Linked DNA regions of Mus musculus: all the other regions are linked to region 1. A link is a contact called in public promoter capture Hi-C data. All regions are on one chromosome and are shown on one strand. The core of a region is the stretch at or near the end of the contact, and the rest is flanking DNA. Distances in the headings are between cores, read along the strand shown.

Region 1 (4,712 bases), core at 949-3,448:
AGGGTGTAAGAAGATGCAGCCCACTGGCTCGAAACATGCAGCACTTACCTAGCAACCCCTTCCTTGGTGTAGAACACAGAGTAGGTGAGATTGTCTCCATGAGGGTCTGATGCAGGTGTACGCCATGTCAATTTAATGAAGCGAGTAGAGACCAGGGAGGCCACGACGTCTCGAGGAGCTGAAGGTAATGGTCCCGTTGTGGCTGGTGCTAGATGGTCAGTAGTGGCACTGGTCAGTGAAGTGGGAGGTAATGTTGGGATGGCAACATCTTGTCATGTGCAAACATTGGGGAATATGAAGGGCAAACCACGACGGTTTTTAAAGAGAACAGAAAAACAAAAAACAAAAAAGAAATAAACAAAACCACGATGGGAAATAAAATAAAATGAATGAACATAAAAAAGGCCATTAAACTGAAGGCTAACATGCAGGCTGGGGTAACTACTGCAAACTAATGGGGATATTCAAGACACATCACTGTGGAACAGATTTTCTGATCTGATAAGGGTTGTGGATAAGGAACAGGGAAAAGACAGCTGAGAATAACACATCTTAAATGACGACACAGCAGTGCCCAGGCAATCTTCTTAATATTGAAAGCAGCATGCAATATGTGTCAAACTCTGCATATAACTCTCAGTATTTTCTACTTTACCAAAACATGGAAAAACCTATCTATAATGATTATAGTATAGATACTCCTCATTACACTCTACAAAGGGCCCCAGGGGAAAGTCTGTGGTAGGGGTATATGACTTCATTTATTTTTTCAGCTTTACAGATTAGAAAGCTACACTTCCAACTTTAATGCTTAGCCTGTTATCCACATCGGCAATACCCAGGGAAGTGACAACTTTCCTCATCTTGATAAATTACACTTCAATTGTCCTTATGTCAATCCATTTAGTTTTATCACTATAAAAAACCGAACCCAAAATTCCAAGACCACAAAAACAATATAGGTAACTTAGGATCCTCTGCCAGGATCTTCACCACCATGTTAACAGCTCCAGAATGCAGTACTGGGTGCGAGAGATGAAGTAATGCTAGCACTAAGCAGCTGTAGCCAACCTGCTCTTCCTGAGGTGGCCTATCTATGAGATAGTTCTGATTTTAGAAATTTTATTCCTTGTACTCAACCTAAATCTCCCTTTTAGAGACAAAAGTTCAAACTTAATCTCGCTCACACACATACCACCCCACCCCTCAGAGAGGGCCTCATGCTAGAAAAAGAGAAATTACTACAAACTTCCTGGGAAAATTGGTAGGAAACAGTCAGAGAAGAAAATAATTTGTAGACTTCATTTCTCCTATACCTGCCGTTTGTGGAGATGGAGCACAGGGCTTCTACTAGCCTAGATAAGCACTCTTACCTTGTACACAGTTTTGAATTAAGTGGTAGGGCAATAAGGCAAACAGTCTCCTAGAGGTATCTGAGCACTTTCCACAAGGAACTCTGCCTCATTTATGTGGACCAGTAAATCATTACAACAATTCTGTAATCTGTACTGCCATATTGTCTCAGTCTTACAGAGGATGATATTTAAAGGAGATACAACCTGGGTCATAGCAAGTGGTAGACTAATAACCAAATTCTGACTTGTAGTGTAAAGACCCTGAATGTAGCCAGCAGGAAATGGAAACTTCACTTCCAGTGTGGCTGTGTCACTAGGAATCACTTATTCTTTTCTGTTCTCTTTTTATGTCTAATCCTTGGAAGAGTTAGTCTATTAAAATGTAACATTATAAAGTTTTCTTCAGCTATAAGCACAAATATACTGAGACACATAGTCTGATATAAAATAGCAGTGCTCACAGCGTTCTAGGGCATTTCTGTTATACCAAACACTTGATTTTAAAACAACCTATCTAAGTCTTCCACAAAATTAAAACATCTGGAAACTACTCCAAGACTTTTAGAAATCAGTCATCGCAGCTCAGAGCCTAAGTGAAACCACAGATCTTGAGGCCAAGTATATGCAATTACAATCTTTGAAAAATTATGCTGTTTTGTTGTCCTCCTGACATTAGAATTTACTCCTGAGAGTTCAAAGATCTGATCACTCACTCTGCTCCAAAACTTCCCATAGTATAAGCCTGAAAATCTCAGCACAGGGCTCACAGTCTTCTACTGGTTGATCCCAATCTAGTTCCCCAGCCTAGAGAGACTGTTGTGCAGGGGACATACTGTTCGTGCTGTACTCTGGATCTTTCTGGCTCTCTGCAAAAGAACGAGCCTTTCTGCTTCTTTGTTCACACTGTCCATGTTTATAGCAACAGACACAGGCCAGTCTGGGACCAATACCTTCACTTGACTAACACATTACACACACCTGAAGCTGTTTCTGAAGGTGGAAACCATTAAGTTCTGTGCTGGACATGTTGCCCTTGGTTAAGAGGATCCAATTATTCTAATTTGACACCTACTTAAGTCAGTGAAGCGAGCTGTGAGTAGGCACATTTAAAATTTCATTTTGAAATACAAAATGTGTGTGTGTGTAGTTTCTAAATTCCTTCAAACTGCAAGAGTGTCTTGGGAAAGGTTCATTCTCGGTAGCCCTTTATTTCCTCATGTAAAGAACTCTACTATATTGTTAAGTTCCAGGGATGTTCATGGTGACGTTGCCTAGAATTGGGTGAGATCTACACAATGCATGAGTGTCAACGAAGGTACAGCTCCATACACCATCACATGTATAAGTTAACAAGTATACCAGAAAGGAGGGGGTGGGGAGGGAAAAAGGGAGTGTGTGTGTATTAGAGAGACAGAGGGAGACACAGAGACAAAGAGATACATGGGAGCCTAGTGCTAATCTGACAATTCTACAGGAGAATCCTATGTTGTTTGCATGCAACACTTCTAAATCTTAATCCTGCAATCTTTTTCTCCCAGACAGTAGTCCTTGCTAGACACCCTAGATTAAATACCAGCCAAGATCATGTACTGCAGAGAGCCTACTGAAAAGAGCTCCTGTGCCTGGAAGCTGCTAGGCTGTTCAACCATGTGGAGGTAATTTCATGCTTTTTATTGTAAAGACACAGTAAATTATAAAAACAACTTACAACAAGCACAAGTGTGTAAGTAGAAGAACTAACGTCTTCCTTTCCTGTGGAGGGTACGAGGGTACTCCAGAGAAGCATTATGGGAACCAGGAATGTTAATCATGAAGGGGTGTGATTTCTCCTCAGTGGAGGAGAGAAATCACACACCTGCATTCCATCCAGAAAGCTGAGAGTGGGGGCTGCTAACTGTGGAGGCAGTCCTCACCCAAATGTGCCAGAATGCTTTCCCCAGACTCTTCCATCCCTCAACTCATCCTTAGGGAGATGGCACAGAATGTTTATCCCAGATTCTTCCCCCTCTAGACCATTACCTTGGGGGAGATCCCTTATGGTCTGCTGACCTCTATGCTATTGGTCAGAGACCACACTAGATTCTAGGCCTTTTATCTATGGAAACCACCTCATAGTTACATGTACTTTGAAAAGGAGTTTCTATGTAGCCAACATCTTAAGCTTTATTGTGCATCTGGAATTGGACTGATTGTTGCCTGGAAACCTTTTCCCATATTGTACTATGTTTTAAATACGCTGACAAGGAACCACCTGGCATTAGACTCTCAGAAGTCTGATCCAGGCTGATAAAGTCAATCTGGTTTTCATTCTTATCTTTTCATGTGGTTTGCTTCTCTGTCTGACATCTGCAGAGACCCCTCACTTTCCATTATATCCAAGTATGTATAGTAGAATGTAATTGGTATCTTTATCTTCTGAAATATTTCTTGGGATCTCCTTTCTTCTCTCTCCTAAACCCTTTCTCTGTCTCCCTCTCCTCAACTTCTCAGGAGTCATGAAGTGAACAAGCTCCGCTAACACTCTCCTTATGAAATACCTCACTACAGTAAGCCCAAAGCAACAGAGCTACACAACCATGGACAAAACCTCCATAAGCATGAGCAAAGACAAGCTTTCTTCCTCTAGGCAGTTTCCCCAGATACTCTATCACAGCAATAGAGAGCTGACTCACACAGATGTCTTTATATTTACACACGTAAAGAAAGAAATGGAATGATGCCAAACATGTTGCTTCACAAACTTTTGTACAACATATGGCTTGAAGAGGCTACTACATCTGTATAAAAACGAATTTGAATATTCCCAAGCATAGAGTCACTTTTATTATTCCTTGCACAGATGGTTTCTTTGTTTGTTTGTTTGTTTGTTTGATTTTAGTTAGTTTGTTTGCTTTTGGTCTTTCTAGTCAGGGTTTCTCTGTGTATCCCTGGCTGTTCCAGAACTCTCTCTGTAGATCAAGCTGGTCTTGAACTCACAGAAATCTTCCTGCCTCTGCCTCCTGAGTGCTAGGATTAAAAACATGCACCACCATACCTGACTTGAGAAGTATTCCAATAATAACCAGGACATCATAAATTCCATTTTGTATTAAACAAAAAAGCATTTTAAGTAAATCAAAGTGTACTAAGAAATAAGGCAGATAAGATAAAGTAAATTTAATAGAAGAAATTCTGGCATCCTAGGTACTACAAAGGGGCAGACTGAAAAGACAAAAATCAATTGATCAACTGTCAGTACATTTGGAAGCAGGGATGACATGTATAAGATGAAGGAGCTCTGAGACTTCAAAATCCTCTGCAACATTTATACTCAAGTAATCAGAGGAGATCAGAAAGGAGATAGAACGGAGGATACCA
Region 2 (4,712 bases), core at 825-3,324, 680 kb after region 1:
TCCATTTATAAACAACTCTTTTGGTGAGAGTCTCTCTCTCTCCCCCTCCCCCTCTCTCCCCACCCCCATCACCCCCCCACACACACACACACACAGAGGGAGGAAGGGAGGCAGGGAGGGAGACAGTCAAGGAGGGAAGGAGGCAGGGAGGGAGGGAGAGAGGGAGTAACTGACTAATGGAAAATGAAGAAAGCCAGGAAGAGCATAATAATCTATAAAGCAGTTAAAATTCATTGAGTACGGGAGCATGAGAGGGAAAGGGTTAAAGAGAGGGAATCCTGGGAGGTTGTGGGATTCTGCCATTCCACATTTCATTCATGGGAACAAAACCTTTGTGTTTTCTTATGTTGAACACATTTCCACAGTGCATGCTCTCAGAAGACTATGTGACCCTAAGTCCAGTTCTGAACTACTGTGAACTATTGCACTCTGAGACTGGAGTATATCCCTCAGTTTTCTTCAGTTATTACAATGTAACAAAACACCAAAATCTGTTAGCAGTCAGCGGCCTGGGGATCCTTGGCTCGATCCAGTTGAGACTCATGAGTAAGCAAGGAGAGAAACTAGAACCCAGGGGGCAAGCACAACGGCTCAAGCCAAGAATGCAATAATTTAATTTTCTCTTCTTTCCTTCCTTCTTTTTTTTTGAGACTGTTTCTTTGTGTAGCTTTGAGTGTCCTAGAACTAGTGCTGTAGACCAGACTAGCATCTCAGAGATCTGCCTCTGCCTTTAAAGTGCTGGGATTAAAGGCATGCACCACTACCGTCCCACACTTTTTTTTTTTTAAGGGTTTTTTTTATTTTTAATGTATGAGTATCTGCATGTACACCTGCATGCCAGAAGAGGGCCCAAGATTTCACTATAGATGGTTCTGAGCAACCATGTGGTTGCTGGGAATTGAACTCAGAACCTCTGGAAGAGCAGCCAGTGCTCTTAACCCCTGAGTCATCTCTCCAGCCCCACTTTTTTTTTTTAAGATTAATTTTACATATGCATGTTTGTGTTTTCCTGCATATATGTGCGTGCAACGCATTGGTTCCTAGTGCCTGTGATGGCCAGAGAGGGTAGTAGATCTCCTGAAACTGGAGTTTCAAATTATTGTGAACTGACTCGTAGGTGCTGGGAACCCAACCCAGGCCTTTGACAAGTGCAGCCACTGATCTTGGCTGCTGAGCTTTCTCTTCCATCCCAACTAAAATGTTTCATTTAGTTAATTTCTGAGATGGTTTCATATATCCCAGGCTGGCCTTGAATTGGCTATGTAGCTTAAGACTTCTATGGGGGCACACGCCTTTAATCCCAGCACTTGGGAGGCATAGGCAGGTGGATTTCTGAGTTGGAGGCCATCCTGGTCTACAGAGTGAATTCCAGGACAGCCAGGGCTATACAGAGAAACCCTGTCTCGAAAAACAAAACAAAACAAACAAAAACAAAAACAAAAAAACCACAAAAAACAAAAAGACTTCTAACTTGATTTTTGTGCTTCAACTTTCTGAATGCTGAGATAACATTATACAGACTACAGGCACGACACGGGATTTACACACCTGTGCATAAACTAAGGGTTTGTGGTTGCTAGGCAAACACTCTTCCAAGTGAGCTATGTCCCCAGTCCCCTGTGTGATGAGAAAGCCTGGGTGCGGTCGGTACACCGAAGCAAATGAACATGGGAGCAAGTCAGATTTCAGAATTTTAACTTTTGATTCCTATTTTTGTCTGGCTTCAAGCTGCACCAAAGGGGCACCTCAGTATCTCTATATAGGCAATCTAGATTACCTTCTTCTGCAACCCTCCTAACCACACGAGGCGACAAAGAAAAACATTATATTTCGGCATGTCCGGAGAACCTCTTTCTCAAGCTCCCTCCGGGCCCCAAAGCGCAAGCGCCACTCTCTCGCTTCCTCACGCCTTCAACTCTGGATCACTGCGCACGCGCGCCCTGGCTAGCACCCTGGGGTGGGGACACGCCCAGGTACAGCACGCACCGCGGTTGGTCGGAAGAGGACACCTGATCGCGGTGTCTTCGCCTGAGCATGCGCAGAGCGCCCCGGCGTGCCCGAGACCGCACGCTGAGGCGTGTGGTGCGCGACCTCACCCGCCCGCCTCGGTCCCCGCCCCTTGGCCTGCCGCTCCGCCCCCGCGGGGCGTCCCGGGCCGCTCGTCCCCTCCGCGGCGGCCGCGCGCGGCCCGGGGTCGCCGTGAGTACTCTCTAGGCTGGCGTGTGGGGAGGCTGGAGTGGGGATGGGGCGGGGCGGTCGGGCTGCTGGCAAGGTCCGCCCTGCCTGAGGGACCAAGTAAGGGATGCTGACAGGCTTCGCTCGGCTGGGCGGCTGGCGGCGGCGAGCCGCAGACGGGTCCTTAACGGGGAAGGCCGGAGCTGAGGGCTTTGGGGGACACCTGGAGAAGAGGCCTCAGGCCCTGCCCTGCATGCGCAGGTGTCCTCGCGAGCGTCTTGGTCTTCTCCCTCCGCCCGGGCTAGGGTTAGCGCTGGCCCGCGGGTCTCGCCCCTCCGCACCCTCCTTCGCCCTTTGTTTAGTAGCCTAGTCCTTTTGACACTTCCGTTGGAGTGGAGTTTTCTTCTCCTAGCACACTGAGCTGGAAGTCAAGCCCAGAATGTAGACGTTGAGATCAGAGGCGTCTCTTGACTAGGTATACGTTAAATGGTCACTCTGAAAAGTGCCAATGGACGTAGAGAAAAAGACCTTTGTGGGTCGTCCGAAGGCTTATTTACCGTTGGCACGATCTCATAGAAATAGACCAAGCGTGTTAATGCGAGCTGCCATCCCCCAGAATAAACACTGAGCCTAACAGCACACTTCTCTGGGCACTCTTAATAGTCTCTATTTGATCTAGCTCCTCTTGAAAGGTTCCAGATCTGCCCCCCACCCCCACCCCGAACTAGTTATTACATGAAAAAATGGATAGATTTGGCCCTATCAAACGTTCAAGTTACTTATGCAAGTTTTGTGACCTCCCTAGGTTGGAGTATTAAATATGTAACATGAAAACTTTGAACTAGGTCATCTCTCAGCCCCCTCTTTTTTTTTTTTTTTCTTTTTTAATGAATTCCGTGCTCCACCATCTGCCTTTTCCCACTCTCCAGCTTTTAAATCTACTCTCCATTCCTGAGAGAAGGCCATGGAGTGTTGAGGATTCAAGTCTTTTTTTACTAAAACAGTCTGGTTGGAGAAGCTGGTCATTTCATAACTGTCTTTTCCTTAGAAAAACTGATTTTTTTTACCCCCTCCTTTTAATAGCATCAGAAACCAAGCAGCAAACCCTGAGGAGATGCTCAGTTTTCCTTGACTTCTACAGTGAAAGACCTTGAGAAAGTTGGCACTTCTAGCCTAAGCTGCCCTCATTCTACTGCTCACCCCAAGACAACCCAGGCTGGACTGTAGTGCTTCCCTCTTCGTCCAGAGCAGCATTTGACTGTTTTCAATCTAAAAGAACCCTGGTCCCAAACTTCATAATTGGCACCTCAGCTGCTCTTGAAGGTGAATGAAGTCTTGATTTTTAAAAAGCATTTTGTGTGATTTTTGTCAGTTTAGTAGCAGCATTTAAGTTCTTATACTTACCTCCTATTTGGCCTAGGTACATAGCTGAGGGCTCATTCACTAATTCAGTAAATGTGTTATAGAGGCTGAGAATGGTGAAAACAGTAAAATCTTTGCTTATAGAGCTACAGTCAGGAGTGAGAGAGATGGCTCAGCAGTTAGGACCACTGGACTGCTCTACCAGAGGTCCTGAGTTCAGTTCCCAGCAACCACATGGTGGCTCACAACCACCTGTAATGGGATCTGATGCCCACTTCTGGTGTGCCTGAAGACAAAGTACTCATATACAGAGAGAGCTTACAGTCTGGTGAGAGATAAATGTAAGAGTGGTCAGAGCTGTGGTGAAGAAAACAATGTGGAGGGGGATCGAGAATGCTAGTGTGGGTATTTTATATGGGCAGTCAAGGTGACCTTTGGCCAGAGTGTGGATATCTAAAAAGGAATCCTAAAGGGGAGAACAGTAGAGACAAGATGTGTAGTGGGACTATTCTTACTGTGTTTGAAGAACAGCAGAGAGCACAGAGACAAAGGGAAAGCATTTGATTTTATAAATGTAGAAAATTTCAACTATGTACCCAAAAGTAGGGCATATAGGAAACCCTTGTGTACATTAGCTTCATCAGTTTCCATTTTTTGTTGCTGTTGTTTGTTTTGTGAAATGTAGCTCTTGGCTCTCCTGAGACTCAGTATGTAGTCTGCACTGGTGGAGAACACAGAGAGAACCTTTTGCCTCTGCCTTTAAAAATTCTGGGTTTTGTTTTTGTTTTTGTTTTTGTTTTTTGAGACAAGATTTCTCTTTCTAGTCCTGGCTGTCCTGGAGCTCATTCTGTGGCCCAAACTTGCCTTGAATTCACCGAATCTGCCTGCCTCTGCTGGGATTAAAAGTGGGCACCACCATCCCCCTGCAGAGTGCTGGAATTAAAGACACATCCCACCATGCTTGGTTTACAGTTATCAGCATTTTGCCAAATTTATTTCTTCTCTTTTCCCACTTATTTTATTTGGAACTGGGGTAATATTTAATTTTTTTTAATTGAAAATAAAATTCTGGTTGACCTACAATGAGTTTTTTCATACATATAATTGGACCTTATTTATAACCCCCCCCGAATATTTTTAAAGCAATTATCAGATATGAGGTTATCTCATCTCTA
Region 3 (4,712 bases), core at 1,162-3,661, 550 kb after region 1:
GGATACATGCTCGGGTGTTCATGAATGCTACTTAAGAACAGTATTACTCATAAATGCTAAAGTAATAAATCAAGAAAATATGGAAAAGTACGACACTACCCCCCTACCCCCACCAAAATCCCCAGTTTTTATAGGTCTTAGTAGTTCATCAGCATTCATTCTTATCTAAAACAAGAAAGGATAATGTCATGCATAACAGCTACCTGACTGGTAACTGAGATAAATCTAAGAACTGACAAAACTGGATGAGATTTAACTAAAGTAAAATACACACTTTTAAGTCAAAAAGTTATTTTTGAGAATATCTTTGATTTATTTCAAAACATAATTTTAATGCCAGTAAGCTAGGTAAGTTTGATGATTTAATATAATTGCATGTAAATAAAAGCAATTCAAGTTTTAACCAAATTCCTTGCTAATGCAATTTTTTTGTTTCTTTAAAAAAAAAAATGAAAGAAAGAAATCTCAATTAATTATATAAAAACTAGAGCAGTGAAACTTAACTGACTTCTACAATCCTCCCATTTATTTTTTTATTGAAAAATGCACCATCATCTACAATGAAAATTGAGTTTCCACTACCAACAACACTAGATGAGATTTTTCCATTACACCAAACACATTCTTTAATGCCTACAAGGTTTAATCTGCAAAACGGTGCCTTCTGAATCAAACCATAAACATGTTAATAATGGAAAGTCAGCAAGTAGGCAGTAACACTGATAATCTGTCCATTCTAAAGTTAAGAAGCAATGTGCTTAAAAAAAAGAGTAACTTCTTGTTCATATGTAGTTTCCTTCCATGTAGCTACTATTTTCTAAAAGTTAAAATGAATCAAGATTTCACTCTGATTTTTCATTTTTCCAACATTTTTCGAGGCTGACCCTAGAGCCTCGAACTTTTTGCTCTACCACTGAGCTGTTATTATCTCCAGCCCTCTTTTTACTCTATCTTGAGAGAATCTCACCAAGTTGCCCGGGACAGCTTTGAGCTCACTCTGTAGTCCAGGTAGGCCTTGAACTTGCCACCATCCATCTGCCTCGACCTTCTAAGTAACTGAAATTTCAGACTTTCACCACCGGGTCCTATGTTATCTTTACTTTCCAATCATATCCCATTTGTAACAACTTTTCCCCCAAACAAATGTAAATTTATTTCCTAAAGCTCAAAAATACAAAATCGGGATGTATATAGCGTTAAATAGGATGCAGTTTCTGGTCTGAAGCAAGTTTAACTTCTATGCACGAAACAGAAACCTTCAGAGAATAGAGTCCAGAAGCCGGAATGCCTCTACTTTCTAATTCACAATAGAGTTTTGTCCAATTAGACAACACTGTGTTTTATTGTTGCCGAAGCTGCAAGGGTGGGTAGGGGATCTGCAATAACTATTCCAACAGCTTCCATCAAGTTACTTGCTACCAATGGAAGAAGTAGCAGTTAGGTCCCAAAGAAAACATACTCCTCCCACTCCCCCAAAAATGTAGGCATAAGCCTCACCATCAGAAAATAAGGTCCATCAGCACCTCTTCCGAGAAATAGTTCCCTTCCCCCACCTTTAAGTAGCCACTTAGGACTGCCAAGGAGATCCATTTCTTTATTAGCCGGTGCCCACTTGGAGCAATCATACACTAAAGCTGCTCTGAAGGGCCTGCCCTAATCCCATCTGAAACTGCTCAAAAGACTCAAGGGCTAGGGATAAACCTTGAGAAAAGGGCCGGGTTCTTTCTGACACCTCTTTCACACTCACCACCTCACCCGCCTCTAGCCCGCCCCGGTATCCCATCCTCCGGCCGTAGTCATGCAGGAACTGCCGGCCATAGCCGCTCAGGCAGCCCCAGGCCTCCGCCATGCCAGGACTCCGGGAAGCACCGCCCAAGCGCACCTCCCGACCGGCCGGCAGGGCACACAGGCCCGTGACGAGCCAGGCCCTGGCCTGCTCTTCGGCGCCGCACAGGCCGCCTTGGGTCCGCTCCCTAAGCCGGCTCCGGGGCCAGATGGCGTGGCGGGGCCCCTCACCTGGATGACCTCGTTGACCTCCCGGATACATTCCACCATGTGCTGCAGGATCTGTTCGGCCGTGAGCACCTCGTAGCGGTAATCCTCCTCCTGCTCGTGTCCCGGGCCGCCGCCGCCACCGCCACCGCCGCCGCCGCCTCCCGGACCCAGAGCGCTGCCGCCGCCACCGCCAGTCTCCCCGCACAGCAGTCCGTCTCGCTCCCCGCCGACGCCCAGCCCGGGCTCCACCAGCTCCACCTCGCCCAGATCCAGGTTATCATCGTCCGGCTCGTCCTCGTCGTCGTCCTCCTCCTCCTCGGCGCCGCTGTCCTCCTCGCTGCACTCCTCGTCCTCGTCGAACTCGTAGTTGTAGCCCTCGTCCGAGTCCATGGCGCGACGCGCGCGGGCCCGGCAGACGCTGGCCGCGGCGCGGAGAGGGCGGGGACGCCGAGGCCCCGGCTCTCGCTCCGGCTCCGGCTGCCGTCCGGACGCAGGCCTGGTTCCGGCCCCGTGGGCCGCGGCTGCTCCCCGCGTGCGGCGGTTGGAGGCGGGCGGTGGCGGCGGCGGGGAGGGCGCGGAGCAGGGCGGGAGGGAGCGCGGGGGCCGCTTGCTGCCGGCCTCAGTCAGACGCCGCTCCGCTCCGGGCTCGGACGGAAAACAGTCCCCTGCGCCACCTCCGCGGCCGCTGCTACCGCTACTGAGCCAACAAAGGGGCGTGCGTCACCGCGCCGCGCTACGTCATCGCGTCGGTCCGCTGCACGTCACCGCGCCACGCCCCTTGGCCCCTGCGTAGTATTTGGGGAGACCCCACGGCCGAGCCTGAGCAGGACGGGAGCGCGGCGGCGCGGCGGTGGCCCGGAGACACTGGGAAGCTGTGGCTCCTTGACGTGAGGAGGCTGGGGCCTTCCGGTCGTGGGGAGGAGTCTGGGGAGCGCCCAAGCGGAGGTTTTCTCCGAGGACCTTTCTCGCTTCCGGGCCTCACAGGCACATCTGACACGCCCTGGCTAGTTCCGGGAAGCCGGTAGCTGTGCTGCTAAAATTCCGGTTGCCCGAGTTACTGCCTGGAAGGTAGTAGTACGCGGAACCTCCAAGTTGGGTGACAGGTAGTTGGAGTGTTGCTGTCCACTCGTGGCTCTACAGCGGTTCTTGGGTCCCCCTGATGTGACGTCATAGTAAAGACTCAGTTCCTGAACTCATCTTGACAAGCACTTCTTGAGGGTCCGGAACAATGTGACAGTCCTGTTCCTCAATTAAGGCCATCAATTCCTCAATCACTAAGGGCCTTCCATAGATTAGTGCTCATTACCACAGAGTCCTAGTACCCAGATTATAGCGGAGGCACCCGAGACTCTAAAAATAAAAGTGTATATACCTTGTGGTGGCATACACCTGTCCAGCATGCACAAAGGCCCCAATTTCAGTCCCCAGCAATGGAGCAGAGAGGTTTTCTGATACATAATAAATCTTACATTTTATGTAAATTACAGTGATAATTCCAGGAAACAGTGCAGGCAAACCACATCTACAAAGACCAAGAGAGACTGCTTATCTGGAAATAGTGCAGAAGTGAGCTGGGTTGATGGATGGCTATTTCAACAGAGGAGGAGAGGAAGATGGCCTTGGGTCAAAACAGAAGGTTCACAATAGTTACAAGGCTGAAGTTTAAAACTCAATCAGTAAATGGGAAGTATTGGGCAAATTAGTTAGAGGTCATGACAAAGCACTTAATGCCTTTCCAAGACTGGGTTTATCTTGTTTTGTTTGCTTTAGACTTAATACCTTGAAAATAGGACACCAGAGCCAGGAAAGTGTTTTGAAGGAAGTAGAGGCTTAAGAGACCTCCCTCTTCCAGTAACTTGAAGGATTGGCCAGTCTGAAAATCTATTAAAGCTGAACCCTTAATAGATACAGTACTTAAGATATAGATTCTGTTTAGAAATTGCCTTTGAAAAAGTGGAAAATATATAGATACATACTTATATAATGTCTATGTCTATTTTGTTTTCAAATGATCGATTTATTTCTTTACACACACATATTTAAACTGGGTTGAGTGCAAGGCAAGTGTAGATCAGAAGATAACTTATGGGAATTAGCCCACACTTCACTGTGTAAACTACAGAAGTTGGGTTAGAGTCATCAGGCTACATGGAAAGTGCTTGTCTGTACCTGCTGAGCCTTTCTCGGTTTGTTTGTTTGTTTGTTTGTTTGTTTTTTAAGTAGGATCTCATGTACCCAGGATAACCCTTAACTCCTGACCTTCCTGCCCCTGCCTCCAAATGCTAGGATTTGAGACATGCACCACCATGCCTAGCTCAAATCAAAGCTCTTAACAACAGTTCTGGGTTATCTTGGTCCCTTGAGTCATTGTGTTTCTATTTAGCAATTATAACTTATTGCCACATCTGAGACAAACCACAGACACAAACACCCTTTGTTCTTCTCCATCCTGTTGTGGTATATCTATGGAAATAATTCAGGAATATTTGTGTATTCATTCACTGTTTTATTCTTGTGTTATTTATTCAAATAACAGACAAAAGCAAGTTAAGGAAGGAGAGGATTAATGTTCACATTGTGAGGTCAGTGTCTATCCTGTCAAAGAAGGCATGATGACAGAAGTATAAGGCAGTTATTACATTGTATCAGCAGGAATAAAAGAGAGAGATGAACAATAGTTTTTAGATCACTTTCTCCTTATAAGTCTAGGACCCCAG

What was found. Promoter capture Hi-C pulls out the DNA fragments that hold promoters and counts their contacts.
Region 2: a promoter capture Hi-C map of cranial neural crest shows a contact between it and region 1. The contact joins the promoter of Parp6 here to the enhancer-like site in region 1. A contact is called at or near these places in 5 of 39 promoter capture datasets (the 3T3-L1 cell line, the HPC-7 cell line, cranial neural crest and 1 more) and 2 of 115 datasets of contacts at active chromatin or transcription factors (astrocytes and embryonic forebrain).
Region 3: a promoter capture Hi-C map of cranial neural crest shows a contact between it and region 1. The contact joins the promoter of Arih1 here to the enhancer-like site in region 1. A contact is called at or near these places in 4 of 39 promoter capture datasets (the 3T3-L1 cell line, cranial neural crest, maxillary cranial neural crest and 1 more) and 3 of 115 datasets of contacts at active chromatin or transcription factors (embryonic basal ganglia, embryonic stem cells and epiblast stem cells).

The regions. Positions count from the first base shown.
Region 1 is chr9:58,930,908-58,935,619 of GRCm38.p6, forward strand. It overlaps Neo1 (neogenin), which reads right to left. Exons shown (of 28, transcript NM_001042752.1): 8 at 49-268. Among named protein-coding and RNA genes, the nearest start is that of Neo1, 100 kb to the right of the region's middle. Within about 2 kb of position 2,199, at least 2 of the 459 cell types and tissues checked have an H3K27ac peak or open chromatin away from gene starts, as enhancers often do.
Region 2 is chr9:59,615,210-59,619,921 of GRCm38.p6, forward strand. Parp6 (poly (ADP-ribose) polymerase family, member 6) reads left to right here and starts at 2,075. Exons shown (of 24, transcript NM_001205239.1): 1 at 2,075-2,199; 2 at 3,259-3,498. It overlaps Gm51709 (a long non-coding RNA gene), which reads right to left and starts at 1,915. Exons shown (of 3, transcript XR_003948337.1): 1 at 1,778-1,915.
Region 3 is chr9:59,483,963-59,488,674 of GRCm38.p6, forward strand. Arih1 (ariadne RBR E3 ubiquitin protein ligase 1) reads right to left here and starts at 2,412. Exons shown (of 14, transcript NM_019927.2): 1 at 2,017-2,412. The coding sequence starts at 2,385.